2 separate regions of the Mus musculus genome follow, and region 2 is linked to region 1. Evidence: chromatin contacts called from public HiChIP or PLAC-seq data. All regions are on one chromosome and are shown on one strand. The core of a region is the stretch at or near the end of the contact, and the rest is flanking DNA. Distances in the headings are between cores, read along the strand shown. Region 1 overlaps Pacsin2 (protein kinase C and casein kinase substrate in neurons 2). Region 2 overlaps Bik (BCL2-interacting killer).

Evidence for each region. HiChIP or PLAC-seq counts read pairs in DNA pulled down with a chosen protein or histone mark.
Region 2: a contact with region 1 is called in an H3K27ac HiChIP or PLAC-seq map of microglia, with 3 times the contacts expected there. The contact joins two enhancer-like sites. A contact is called at or near these places in 5 of 115 datasets of contacts at active chromatin or transcription factors (double positive thymocytes, embryonic stem cells, microglia and 1 more) and 3 of 9 other capture datasets (adipose tissue, liver and pancreatic islet).

The regions. Positions count from the first base shown.
Region 1 is chr15:83,439,668-83,442,367 of GRCm38.p6, forward strand. All of the region lies in intron 1 of Pacsin2 (protein kinase C and casein kinase substrate in neurons 2), which reads right to left. Among named protein-coding and RNA genes, the nearest start is that of Pacsin2, 24 kb to the right of the region's middle. Within about 2 kb of position 1,279, at least 62 of the 459 cell types and tissues checked have an H3K27ac peak or open chromatin away from gene starts, as enhancers often do. A contact at or near this core is called in microglia, where this site is marked.
Region 2 is chr15:83,538,783-83,541,482 of GRCm38.p6, forward strand. Bik (BCL2-interacting killer) reads left to right here. Exons shown (of 5, transcript NM_007546.2): 2 at 2,513-2,660. The coding sequence starts at 2,518. It also overlaps the pseudogene Gm46495. Among named protein-coding and RNA genes, the nearest start is that of Bik, 13 kb to the left of the region's middle. Within about 2 kb of position 1,314, at least 27 of the 459 cell types and tissues checked have an H3K27ac peak or open chromatin away from gene starts, as enhancers often do. A contact at or near this core is called in microglia, where this site is marked.

The DNA.
Region 1 (2,700 bases), core at 29-2,528:
GGGCACAGTGCATGCACGCACGCACGCATGCACTATTAGCTCTATTTCTACATAGAGCATTAATACAAATTCATGCAAAAGATAGTTATGAGTCCTGCTTTATAAAGCATATAGAAACATTAAATACAGATATATGCTTAAATAGATAGTATTCTTTGAAGGAAATGAAGAGAATGATGAAGGCTCTAGAGCACACTTATCCCTAGCAGGATGCAGCAGCTTCCCTAAGTCTACACAATGGTTTCCTTCTCAAGCTGGGTGGCTGGCCTCACGGATTCACCTCCAAATTTAGCTAACCAGAGCTACAGATACAGCTCAGTAGTAAGTGTGCTTGCCTAGCTCACACAAGCCTCTGGGTCTATCCACAGGGCCACATACATCTGAACGATAAACTAAATAAATCCAACTTACATGCCCATCTCTCTTCTTTTAGATGAGTTTTAAGTTGTATTAAACAAGACATTTCTAAACTAGAGACAGGTGACAGAAATGTCACAAGACAGACACAAGGAAAAACTCTGTTTAGCAAATGCAGACTCAAAAGCAGAGGGGCGTTGGGACCCCCAGCCCAGCTCCCCACTCCCACCCCATGGCTTTCAGGCCAATCTGACAGTCTGGTCATCCCGCAGCCCTCTAAGTCTTAGGCCTTCCTTCCCTCTCTCATTTTGAGAACATCCACTCCCTTCTGTGGAGATCAGAAGACAACCTACTTTCAAGTCTCTTCACTCATTCATCCAATTCATTCATTCCATTCCTCACTGAATTTAACTACGGTTGTTTGCATGAACACATGTAGTAGATCTCTGTTCTTGAGATCTTAAACTGAGATAAACATGTAAACTCAAGGGAAGTGGAGCCACTGAGTTTCAGAGTGATGCCCACTGAAGCTTCCTCTTTAAGGCGGGTAAGCTGTGAGAACCTAGAGAAAGACACCCACGGCTCTGCCACACCAAGCAGTCAGCTTGGCTTGACCTGAATTGAGTCTGAGGCTTATTATTATCATTACCACCTCCATGTTTATCTTTTGTTTTATCTGGCATGAACATATAGTAACAAAGGTAGCAACTTGTAACTAAGAAATCCAATGAAAAACACTGCAAACAGCCTTTGTTGACATGCAACAAAAAAAGGACATAGGGGCCACATCAAGTTTGTTGCTGAGCTAAGAATCTACTTTGTCCTGCTGACAGCAAAGCAGTGCTCCTGGCTCCAGGCAATGACATTCCTCTGCCCTGAATTCAGCCACCCACACGGGGCAGAGCTCAGGGAGGTTTCTATGTATGAACTGACAGTAAGTTCAGGAATGCAGCCTGGCTACGTCTGTGGCATTCCTAAGGACGATGTGCTGTGTTTCTGGCCTGAAGTTCTAGTGGACTCACCTGAGACTCACACAAAGGTGGTCAGTATCCTGAACAGCCTGAACCTCGTTGGTTCTGTCTCCCGTTCTGCTTTATGACATTCCCAAATGCAGCGCCATCCCCAGGACCAGTTCCACTTTCCCCCTGGCAATGGCATCTCAGTTGGGCTTTAGGGAATCTCCTGCCCCTTGGAAACAACAGTCCCTGCCTAGCTCCTTTTCAAGTTTCCTGAATCTATAAGGCCACCACACCCAGTGTCTTCCAAGGATTGGCTTTATGCTCTGACATCCTTAGACCACAAAACCCTTACAGTTTACAGTATTCTGGCAAAGTAGATTTCAACCCTCTTGACCAGTCCCCCTACACATAGACCACTGGCCTCTACAAATAACTGAAATACAAAAAAATTCCAAAGCATCTGAAATGCTCTTGCCATTGTCCAATGGCCAAGGACAGCAGCATGTAAGTGATATTAGGTTAGACATAAGACAGTCAACTACACATAGGTATCAATGGCCCTGGCCAAAGCCTTCTTCACTATGAAGTCTGTGATTCTTCCTGCTGGAATCCATGCATTCATTTAAGGCAGTGGCCCTCTCAACGATCCTAATGCTGAGACACTTCAATACAGTTCCTCACATCACGGTGACCCCTAACCACACAATTATTTTTGTTGCTATTTCATAACTATAATTTTGTTACTGTTATGAATCATAACATGTCATAAATATCTGTTTTCTGATGGTCTTAGGTGCCCCCTGTAAAAGGAGTCTTGACCCACACAGGTTGAGAACCACTGACTTAAGGCATTTGCTTAACATATGTGTAGTATAGGTATTTAATTGTGGGCATTGTCTGTGAGGCATGAAAATTCCTATTGGCCGAATCCCCTTAGCCTACAGACCATATGGAACAAAAATATCTCCACATTGTCCCTAAACCTCAGCCTGTGACAGTTTTGTTAGTGTAAATTCCCACAAATAAATGCACACATAGACAGTGGTATAGAAGATGGGGAAGACAGGTGGCAACAGGAAGGTGGCTGGGGCTAGATGACTAGACAGGCTAGTAGAAAAACAGTGAGCTCCAAGGTCAGTAAGAGACCTTGTCTGGAAAGAGTAAAGCAGAGAATGATAAAGTAGAACAATCACACACACACACACACACACACACACACGCATGCACACACACATTCTCATCTCAGACTCCACACACTGACTGCACCACCTGAAGTGACCCACCTTACTGCCCACTCCCTTGCTGACTACAGGCCTGATATCTCTTCTAAAGCTACTGGCTACCTGGCTTCACTCTCATACCACAAGTGCACTATGCAAAGGAC
Region 2 (2,700 bases), core at 64-2,563, 99 kb after region 1:
ATCTGATGCCCTCTTCTGGTGTGTCTGAAGACAGCTACAGTGTACTCATATACTTACTTAAAATAAATAAGTAAATCTTTTTTTAAAGATTTATTTTGTTTATGTATTTATGCTGTCGTGTTGGTGGCAGAAAGTTCTACCTGGGACAGCATGGTCTTTGTAGGTTCCGGCATTGGTCTTTGTGTTCCTGTGAGCTTGGCCTCTGTTCCCTTTCTTCCAACCCTGTGTCCAAATTCTTGGAGACCTCACTGGCCAGACTTGGTCACATGACCAGCATTGCAAGGGATACTGGGCAAGAGAATGTGTGACAGGGTCTTGATGGACCTCAATGAGTGCTGGTGTAGAGGTGTTGTCCTAGCAGGAGTTGAGAGATGGTTAGAGATCAAAATGAAGCCTCTGACAGGAGCTTGAGGGAGAGGGGGCTGCAAAGTACTGTGGGGCAACCTTGGTTTGGAAGATGCCTATGTGGCTACAGGCGTGTTTAAAGGAAAGACTGACCAGCATAGGATCATGGAGGACTCTCATCTTATTTCGCCCATTTGTCATAATTACTCCAGAGCAATAGCAGACATTAAAGGAGGTGGGGAATCCCTTTAATCCCGGCACCAGGTGGCAGGAGCAGACAGATCTCATGTTCAAGGCTAGGCTGGTCTACAGAGAAAGTTCCAGGACATCCAGGCCTACATAAAAAAAGCTAGTCTCAAAGGTGGTGGTGGGGGTGGGGGAGTGTCAAGGGCCTGGGAAGAGGCTCACTGGGGACAAAACCTGGTGACCTCAGTGTGGTTCCTAGAACCCATGTGAAGGCAGAAGGAGAGGACAAGCTCTGCAGAGTTGTCCTCTGACCTCCCCATGGCCAGTGTGGCATGTGTCCCCTTCCATCACACACACACACACACACACACACACACACACACACACACACACTGAGACTAAGAAAAGAATAAGTAAAGAAGGAATGAGGCTGTAGGTGTGGCCCAGTGGCACACACAGCCCTGTCCTGCGTGAGGTTCAAGTTCTGCCCCCAGTGGCACACACGGCCCTGTCTTGCGTGAGGTTCAGGTTCCGCCCTCAGGGATGAAAACAGTGAAACCCGCTAGTTGTGTTCTTCATAAAGTCAGGGCGAAGGAGTCGCTCTCCTTGGGAACTCACTTCAGTCTCTTTGTGGGCAGGGGTGCCTGGGCTTTCCTCTGTCCCCAAGGACAGAGCTGGGGTCCTTAGTATCTTCACTTCAGAGACCCAGGACTTGGTGATTTGCTGAGGCACACAGCCTGCGTGGAGGACTCTGGAAGGGCTGGGGGGAGGAGGAGTCGGGGAGAGTTGGATGACGGCCCAAGCAGCTCAGAGGAAATGGCCACAGAGGCAAGAAGGTTATTCTTAGATATGGGGCAGCAGAGTCTGACATATTTCCCCTGCCCTCATTACAGGGGACATGGTTCATGTTTCTGTCATAGATGGTCAAAGACAGAAAAGTGACAGTCACTTTTTCTACCTCATGGGAGCCTTCAGGCATGAAGACCTGGAGACATGAAGAACTTTTGTATATACACATGTTTTATGTGTGGGTATGCATGCATGTGTGTGTATATACACGTGTGTGCACACATGTAGAGGGCAAAGGTCAACATTGCTGTTCCCCCAGGAGCCATCCACCTTGGGTCCCCTCCCCCCGAAGATTTGATAATTGTATGTTGTATGCATATGTGTGTGTGTGAGAGTGTGGGTGCCCTTGGAGGGTGAAAGAGGGCTCTGAGCCCCTCCACCTGGAGTTTATAAGGGGTTGCGAACTGCCGATGTGGATTCTGGGAATGGAACTCTGTTCCTCGGCAAGAGTGGTACACACTGTCTCTACCTGATTAACCCGTCCCTCCAGACGTGACTTGGGTTTCTGAGACAGGATCTGGAAACTGGGACTCACTGATGAAATTGGGCTGGCTGGTCAGCAAGCCCCATGGACTCTGTTCTCAGCTCCACAGTCCTGGGGTTCCAGGCATGTAGTGCTGCACACAGCTCCTCCAGAGTCCTGCCTTGCATTCTGGAGATCTTAAGTCAAGTCCTCATGCTTGCATGGTAAGGACAAGCTTTTCTCCCAGCCCTTGGAGAAACTTGGTTTGATGCTCAGGTCTGCTACGGGGCAGTGGTGTGTAGAGCTATGGCTGGGCAAACAGCATTAGCAGGCTCTGGACAGACTGGGGTGGGGCTAGTGGGGAGTCTATTCAGAGTCTTTGAACGTCCTGATCTTCAAGGGACCAGGAAAGAGGACCAGAATCTTGTTGAAGCTTGGTGGCCTGCTTTGGGAAAGATAGCCCAGCTTATGTGAGCAGCCTGGATGGAAGCATCTCTGGTTTTTGTGACTCATTCTGGGACAGAGGAGGGTCAGGAACACTCATATACCAAGGCCTTGTAGTTCCCGGGGGCTTTCTGTGCCCCACATACCAAGCACTTACTATGGTCTGTAGCCACCGGTGCATAGTTCTGGAGATCTAGTCACGCTCTGCCTTATTTTATCCCACAGAACACATGTCGGAGGCGAGACTTATGGCCAGAGACGTCATCAAGACTGTTCCACACGACCAGGTCCCCCAACCTCCAGTGGCCTCTGAGACTCCCAGCATGAAGGAGCCTGTGAGAGACGTGGACCTCATGGAGTGCGTGGAAGGCAGGTAGGGCCTGACTGGACTCTCCACTGGACATGGGTTGGAA